2 separate regions of the Anas platyrhynchos genome follow, and region 2 is linked to region 1. A link is a contact called in public Hi-C data. All regions are on one chromosome and are shown on one strand. Each heading gives the region's core, a stretch centred on a gene start, on an enhancer-like site or on the middle of the called end of the contact. The rest is flanking DNA. Distances are from core to core; before and after follow the strand shown. Region 1 has its middle 38 kb from the start of ALDH8A1. Region 2 has its middle 11 kb from the start of SGK1.

The links. A called contact is a pair of places that touch in the nucleus more often than the background predicts.
Region 2: a Hi-C map of skeletal muscle shows a contact between it and region 1, with 5 times the contacts expected there. The contact joins two enhancer-like sites. A contact is called at or near these places in 6 of 8 Hi-C or Micro-C datasets (F1 follicle, F5 follicle, liver and 2 more).

What each region holds. Positions count from the first base shown.
Region 1 is chr3:61,465,785-61,469,725 of IASCAAS_PekinDuck_T2T, forward strand. No RefSeq gene overlaps it. Among named protein-coding and RNA genes, the nearest start is that of ALDH8A1, 38 kb to the left of the region's middle. Within about 2 kb of position 1,382, at least 2 of the 8 cell types and tissues checked have an H3K27ac peak or open chromatin away from gene starts, as enhancers often do.
Region 2 is chr3:61,834,300-61,838,649 of IASCAAS_PekinDuck_T2T, forward strand. No RefSeq gene overlaps it. Among named protein-coding and RNA genes, the nearest start is that of SGK1, 11 kb to the left of the region's middle. Within about 2 kb of position 1,697, at least 2 of the 8 cell types and tissues checked have an H3K27ac peak or open chromatin away from gene starts, as enhancers often do.

The DNA.
Region 1 (3,941 bases), core at 132-2,631:
TTTGGCACTCCCAAGTCCCAAGCTGGTAGGCTAGTATTCCTCTTAGTCATTTTGCTTTTGGTTAGCAATGAAGAAGATGAAGCATGGATTTAGTGGTAAGTGAAAGGTAGTAGTCCTCACCCACATCTGCTGACACAGGGGTTGTCACATACTGATGTTGAGGCCATGCTGCTGTCCCCCAGTCCCCACCTGTATGAGCAGCTTGTAGTGGTCTCCTGCTCTGGGGCAGCAGTGCAGCAGTGAAAAAGCGTGGGTTTCTTCAGGCCAGATGGAAGCAGAAACAGAAATATGTGCTCTTCACCTGTACCCAGCCTGGTACTTTGTTCATGAGAACACGTGGCTTCTGGACAGCACCAACACCTGAATCACATCTCACAAGGAGAGGGATAAATCAGCTTTTAAGTAACTGTCAGCATCAAAAGATCACTGTATGTTCCCAGAGTTGCCTGTGCTGAGCAGTTTGGGTTTTACTTTTCTCTTAAAATAAGAAAGTTCCTTCTCGGTTTTGTAGTTTTCCACACTTGTAAAATAAGTCTTTCAGAATAAAATACCTCTTTGATATATTTATTTGAGATAAATAAGCACCAGTATTGCACAGCTGATAGCTGGCAGTATTAGATATTATTCTCTAGGACTTTGGAATCATGCAGTAACATTTTAATCACTGTTTGTTGTTGTTGTTTTAAACAGATTTCCTTGGTTTCCTTGTTGTTGTTTGTTTTTTTTTTTTTGTTTTGTTTTTTTTTTTTTGTTTGTTTGTTTGTTTATTTTTAAAGCAAACAAACCAAGCAAACCTGTTCTCATGACTGCTCAGAAAAACACTGACATCACGAACAAATTGAACAGGTCTAGAAGGCAAAGAGTACACTCAGATGCTACTCACAGAAAAAGCTCATGCCTTCAAGCCCAGCTGACAGCCCAAGAGGCAGCGGGTGGGCAGCGGGAGGGAAGAGGTCCTTTTAACTGGTTCATGGTTGCAGCGCTCCTGCTGGCACTGAGCTGCAGCAGTTCTCCACTCTCACACAGGCACCAGCTCTGGGCACTGACGTATCTCTGCCTCTTGGGAGCTGTTATTTAGTACAGCAGCAGCTAATTAAACCCTGAGAAGCAAAGTGCTGGCTAAGTGAACCCCAGCTACATCTGCCGAAGCTGCGCTGCCTTTTACATGGGCCTCGGGGACCCTTAAATTTATTAAAAAAAGAAAATAATAAAAAAAAGTGTCCTTACATGCTGGCTTGCCTGAAGCTGGCAAACCGATGATGAGATCCATTGCCCACCAGTTCTCAGTGTCCAGGGCCAGGCACTGAGGCCCGAGGTTCCGAGGTTGCTCCCTGGTCCCTGTCCCCGCAGAGGGTGGTGAAGGGGGTGATGACTTTCATCCCAAACCTCCCCAGCAGCTGTTGCCCACTCACCCCACACACTGCTGTGGGAACAGGCTGCTTGCCAGGCTCTTTCCCCTACCCTGAGATGTAATTTAGGTTTTTCTTAGCTGAAGGTGTAATTTAGTGGGTTTTTAAATTTTATTTCTATTTTTTCCTTGAGGGAAGGACTCGCTAGATGGCACTGTGTCACTGCGGGACTTGCCACCTCCCTCTGTCTCTCGGATGGATGAAAGGCATTGCCTACGTCTTTATTTTCAGCTCTCTGCTTTCAGCCTTTACTAACGGTGTGTGCGTGTTATGGGGTGCCTAAGTCGCTGTTAATAAAACTGTGCTTTAGCACAGTTTCCCTTTCTAGCTTCAGTAGCCCCAGATCATTTGCCTGTAGGACTTTCTTGTTAGAATAGACTGTATATGACCTGATTTTCTACTTTGTTCTTTCAACCTGTTTCCCTCCCTCTGGTAATGCCAATGCAACAGGCTCGGAAGACAGGGTGAAAAAATGGGACTGAAAATTTAGTTTTAAACTGAACTCCCCCAAATCTGGGTGTTTGGCAATGCTGATCCCCAGCTAGGCTTATAAATTTTGGAAAATGAACAAAAAACCAAAAATGATAAATGTGTGTGCTTTGCTACATGTACATAAATGACTAACAGACAGCCATCCACTGACACATGAGCACAGATAACATTGTTCACCAATCTGTAGTTTCAATAAATTATTGCTTTTATGTGCTGAAAATATTTGGGTAGAAATACCTTTAAGTAGGGGCTTGACCAAAATTAACTTTAGCCACCGAGCCTTCAACATTGGGCTGACAGTCTCATGACTACGGAGTTGCTTGGAGTAGTTCAGTATTTCTATACCTTGTTGGGTTCCATAAATTCATTGCTTGGCAGAAAAGGGGGATAAGTTTATGAAAAAAGCATTAAGAATGCATAAAATGTTTACTTTGGTCTGAAGCCTGAGTGAAAAGCTTATGGTCATTTCCTATTGGCTCAATGAACCTTAATATACTACTGTTTCTGCAAGAAACATTGCCAAATAGAAGCACTTGGAAGGAGTGGGTGTTGGAGCTCTTTGCAATGTCAGGGAATCATTCTCACTACTGTGCTGTTTTGATTATAGCTGGTGTGGCTGCAGCACAATTACCAGGGACAGAAATTCCATTGTTGGTGGAGAGACCAACAAAATTTGTGAGAAACAACACTGCTCACAAAAATGTGATTCATGGCTTAACGCTGCTTTAATCTTTTTTTTTTTTTTCTTTTTTTTCTTTTTTTTTTGGGCGGGAGGGGGGGGGTTGTAACACCATTAAAACAAAAAGTGTTTGAGTTTTTAAACTGAATGGCTTAAAAGGAGAGGTGCCCAATTCCCTCTCTTTTATTAAGGGAGTTCGTTATGAAGGGGGTCTTATGATAGTTATCAGCCTACAGGTAATGAAGGGTGATAGATGAGATTTGTCAGATAACTCATGTTTGCCAGCAATCATTAGACACAGATTTTAAGTTATTTTGTTGTATTTCCCCTTTAAATTCACAAATAGATATTTAATTCTGTGAGATTTTGCTGCCACTGAAGGATGTGGTACTTCTGCACGCTCCAGTCTCTCCATAGCAACTGTAAATGGGTCAAGTACTGGTGCAGCTGAGCACACAACAGCTGTGGGAAGGCAGCTACAGGAGTCGCCCCGTGCAAAGCCCTGTGTGACCCTCTCCTGGAGCTCCCACGTATGTTGCCTCTTGGGACAGTGGATTGCTGCAGACAAGAGGTATCAAGGACAATGTTGCTTGGTGGTCACGAAACCTTGAGCATCCCCTGGCTATGCTATGGATTTTATTAGAGGCAACTTGTTTAGATATCATGATTTTAGGCCCTATTTGATGTTGCACAAGCCCATTATTCCAGGTCCATGTAATTATTGTGGGTATTTTCCCATAGCAGTGCAGAGTTTGTTTAAAGCCATGTTCCAGACTCACAACCACGAGAGTCTGGGCCTAGGCAGCCTGAGGGAAGCACTAGGAGGAAAGAGAAGGTGGTGGTGACACTATCACGTTGTGGAGAACACATTGAGGGTAGAGACACTCAGGGAAGCAGCATGTGAAGGAATGGTATCAGTCATGTTAAGCAACCCCATTCGGATCCCATGTTATATGGCTTGTGAGGCTACTTACCTTCCGTGTGGATAAACAATTATGTGGTTTGAAATTAACGTGATTCAGTTCTGCAGCTAGAATGGACAAGATGAAACAAGAATCGGAAATGACCCAACTCTGCAATATTGTGAGAGTCATTCTAGATTGATTGTTGAGGGAGAAAACCCAGAGATGTTTAGCCATAAATTAGAGTAGTGCTAAACAGATGAAATGGAGACACGCATTAGGATTTTGTAACTCAGGGACACTGAGGGCAATTCTCAAGGCGAAAATGCAATTTACATTTCTGAACATCTGCCCATGGAAACTTGGGTGGGGAACTTTAAACCTAATCTCTGGTGCCTGTAAGTCTTATTATAGGATCTTTTCATTCCCACAGCAGTCTTGATCATTGAGCAGTGGGAA
Region 2 (4,350 bases), core at 447-2,946, 370 kb after region 1:
CTATAACTGCCACTGGCTTGGGTAGCTTTAGGTAGCAGAACAGTTGACCCAATGAGCCTTAAATCAAACATTATATTGTATTCTGTCCAGTAAGTGCCATAGGGCCCTCTTACATTCCCTGGACGGAGTGTATTGATGGTACATACAAACATACACAAATTCAGACATTTCACATAGTTCATTCTGTATCACTTATCTTTATGCACCATAAGTCACATATCACTTCATGAACCTTAGGAAGTTAATTGAAGCTTCCTGGTGATTATGGTATTCTTCTTATGCTCCATGTATAATCAAGAAAGTGGCAGGTACTTTCTGGAGGGTGGTGTGTACCTTAAGAGAGTCAGGCAGGAAATGCCTTTTTCTCCTCCAAAAGGTTTTCACATTGTATTCTATGACCATCTTCCATACACTTCTCATAAAGAGTCTGCAGAAATTAATTAAGAAAAACAAGACTCTTGTAATGCTTTGCAAGTAGAGTGAAAAATTTCTACTGGCAGATACCAGGAAAAATAAATAAATAAATAAATAAATAAAAGGGGGGACATGGCTCAGAAAAGAGCTTTGTGTGGTGGTTCTAATTAGGCATCTTACCTAGGGTACCTAAAATGAGGTGAGATGAATCCTGGCCCATCTGCACTCTTCTACGAAGTGAAATCAAATATTTAACATTACTCTCCTATTTTACTGTAGCTCTACAGATGTTCATGTGATACCATATGGCTATAGTTGTCCCTGGTAGATCTAGCAAAATGGCTTATAGTAATGATGGTTTCTGATACCTCCCACATTCACTGTTTCTGATGTCAAGACCAACATATAAAGACTGAGATAAAATTTTCCATGCTGGCTGGAACTGCCTCTGGAAAGTTTCTGTAAAAATGCTTCCAAAACTGCTTTCCAAAAATGAGAGTAAACAAAGAAAAAAAAAAAAAAAAGTGTGTCCTTTGAAAAATAAAACTTTAAACAGATAGTGCAGATACGTGCTGCATTTATTTTTTGAATCAGAGACAATCTGGCCAGCAGATTGCTTTATTATCAGGTAAGGCATGAGATGAAAGTTTTCTCTGGGAGACTGAAGTTCATCAGTTTTTTTTCTGTAAAGGTATGGGTACTGCAATAATGTTGTATAACCACTACACATTTCCATTTGGTCACCTGCAGTCATGACATAAATTTTACAACCTTCAGTGTTTGGGAGCCCTGAAGACCTCAGGGGTCTATTGTTTATTCAGGAGTTTCCTCCTACTCCCATGTGCCTGAATAATAATAATAATAATAAAAGGTGTAGTCATGGGGGAAAGTGGACCTCTGTGCTTCTCTACAGATTTAGTATAGCATAAAGTACCCGACTGTGAGCTTGCCTGGTGCTGTGCTGCCAATCTGATGTCAGGACCATAGCCAGGGCTGAAGGCAATCAATGTCCATGTCCTTGAGGTCCCTGATCTTTGTACATGGTACCACTGACTGAAAGTGTGGTGGCACTTTCCTGTGTGGCTTGCCTGGACCTGGCCGGGAAATCCCTTGAACCTTTTTCACCACTTGTGCCAATATTTGGTTATGTGAGATCCTCAAACGATAGCTGCCCACAGCTGAAGGCCCCCCCTTCAGCCACGCTGCCCAGCTGGAGCCCTCTGCTCCCCGGCTTTACCCCCTGTCGGGTCCCATGGCAGCAGGTGCCCTGGCTGTCACAGTCCACCTGGACCAAGAGTGACACCGTGTGGTCATGGCCGTGCAGCGCTCCCGAGGAGAAGGAAGCCTGAGCGGCCATGAACACTCAGTAGCAAAAGGGGCCTGTAGCTTCTGGAGCTGGGAAATGGTGTCCTTCTACACCTGGGTTATCAATTGCTTTACCCTACTGTTAAGTAAGGCACAGGAGTGATCTCATAACTCCTGTTCCTGTTCCTCACAGGCTTCGCCTCCTGGTGACAGGTGTCTTTCTTTCCCCAAGCTATATAGGCCTCAGCCAGCCTCGATGAACTCTTCATTTGGTCAGGTGCAGGCTCCTCTGCAAGATCCCTCTCTCTGGATCCACCAGCTTTTGAGATGCACCCAGCTGACACAAGAGTTTCCTCCATTTCATTAAACACAAGAGTTCCCTACATTTTAGTGTTTTGGTGCACAGACTGCCAACTGCTTATAAAGCCAGTGCTCAGTCCTTCCCTGTCCTCTAGTGAGTAGGCCTAAGCTGCAATGGGCAAGAGCAACATACACCATGCCCATGGGCTCCTTCAGTAGCTCCTGATTTTGGAAGATCAAACAGTAAGGAAATGGGCTACAGCCTGGGCCAATTTGTTTGATCAGGATCTGTTCACTGAATCAGCTTTCCCCACCATGCTGGAGGACGTGAGGCATGCAGTGGTTTGTGAAAGAAACTGCATTTTTTTTTTCTGCATTTATGCAGAAAAGATATCCCACACTTCAGGCCATCTCTTATGAATGTAGTATGTGAAGCACACAAATAAGTGGTTTATAGGATAAGGCCTAAGCCTTCTTAGACTTCATCCCTCTTTTTCAGTACTCATAAACATCTCTCCCATTCTTTAGAGTCTGTCATAATGACTGTTCCCTGGTGGCTTGATACTGAGAATTTCTACACTGGTATTTTTTTAAGTTAGAAAACAAACTTCATTTTAGTATACTGAAGTAGAGATATAGTAGAGAGACCAAACAGGTTCAAAAATATATTGTAAGTCAATTATCATTTTTTTGCTGTTCCCAGGGAAATCATTTCATTAATTCAGGTAAATGAACACACCGCTCCGAAGACAGCTGTGCAGTTAGCCTCTCTCCAAATACAAAGTAAATGCCATTCAGTAAAGTTTCCTGCTAAGAACCATGCTGTAGCTATTCAGCTATATATGCTCAATATAGCCTTTATGTGGATTTGAATGAAATTAATAGATGTCATACAACATACTGTAGTTAATGATTGACTGAGCTGAGGTACACCAATAAGAAATAGAGATCTGTGTGTATACAGGGGCCTAGCTTTTCTGAAGGCACAAAATAATGCATTGATTACTTTTAAGTGGCAACCACACAACAACCTATGGGCAAGACTTCATTGGATTATGGTAAAGGGGGTCTCAGATGTGACTTTTATTTCCAGATTTGGGTCCAAATTTTCTTAGTGCTCCAGGCCACTTGGCTTCAGGATTGGGATCACACTACATATCCTGGGCTAGATGCCATTCTTAAACTCAAGATCCAGAGGGTGGTGGTGTAGGTACAAGCAATTTGTCCACCAAGGTGGACAAATAAAGTTGTAATTTATTGATGTATTTTCATAGTTTGGTTGTAAAGTTATAATTTACCGAGGTATTTTAAAAATATATGTGTAGACTTGGACAAAACCTTATTAAGAAACATTTCTGTTTGATAAGTAGTTATCCAACTATTATTTTATTCAACCCTGAATACAGAATATTATCTCACTGAGGCATTGAGCCACGCTTCAGTTAACAGTGTATGGCTACATTAATTAAATCATATCACTTTGTGAGTCAGACATGAGCCAGTTGCCCAGTCTCCCTTTACAGAGAGAAACAGGCAACCAGGGAGATCAACTGTTCTCTGACTTGTAAATGCAGTCAGAGAAAACAGATAACCTTCCCCACCTCCCCAAATGATCATTCAGTATGTAAACATCTTGTTCAACATACATGTATATTTAGCGAGTCACATCTTAGGCACGTGGGACTGATATCAAAAGGATGTAGAACTAACTGGAAATGCTGCTCACTCAGGAGTTGAAGTATTTCACCTTTGCAGATGCAGATCCATCTTGCAAACAATTAAAACTTAAATAAAAAAAAAATAAAGAAAAATTAAGTAAATAAATAAATAAAATCTGTATTTGTTTCAACTATCACTGCAAGCTAGTAGAAGGCTTATCAGATGTGACTATTAATACACTTACAAAGCATGGATTTCAAAATTATCATTTACAGATAACTAGTGATATATTACTCCTTATTTTGTGGTCACTAAAAAGAAATAGCAGCAATTGAGAATAAGGAGAAAACAAGAACAAGCATCCTATAAAATGAAAAGTGCTTGAGAACAAGAAATATGAAAAAAAAAAAAAAGGAGGAAAGATATAAATTTTAAATTTCTAAAGCACCTATAACCTTGGCTGCCTGCCTTGAAATATACATGATATATTAAAAATTAATAATATGACATTGCATCTCTTGGCATATTGCCATCATGCAAAATATTGTGACAGATAATGGTGGAGACCTGGAACTAGATAAGGTGCTGGAAATAAATAAGATGCTGGGGCACTACATTAGGAAATAATTTGCAGCATTTTCCACAGAGAAGTAATTCTTGTATGAAATAATG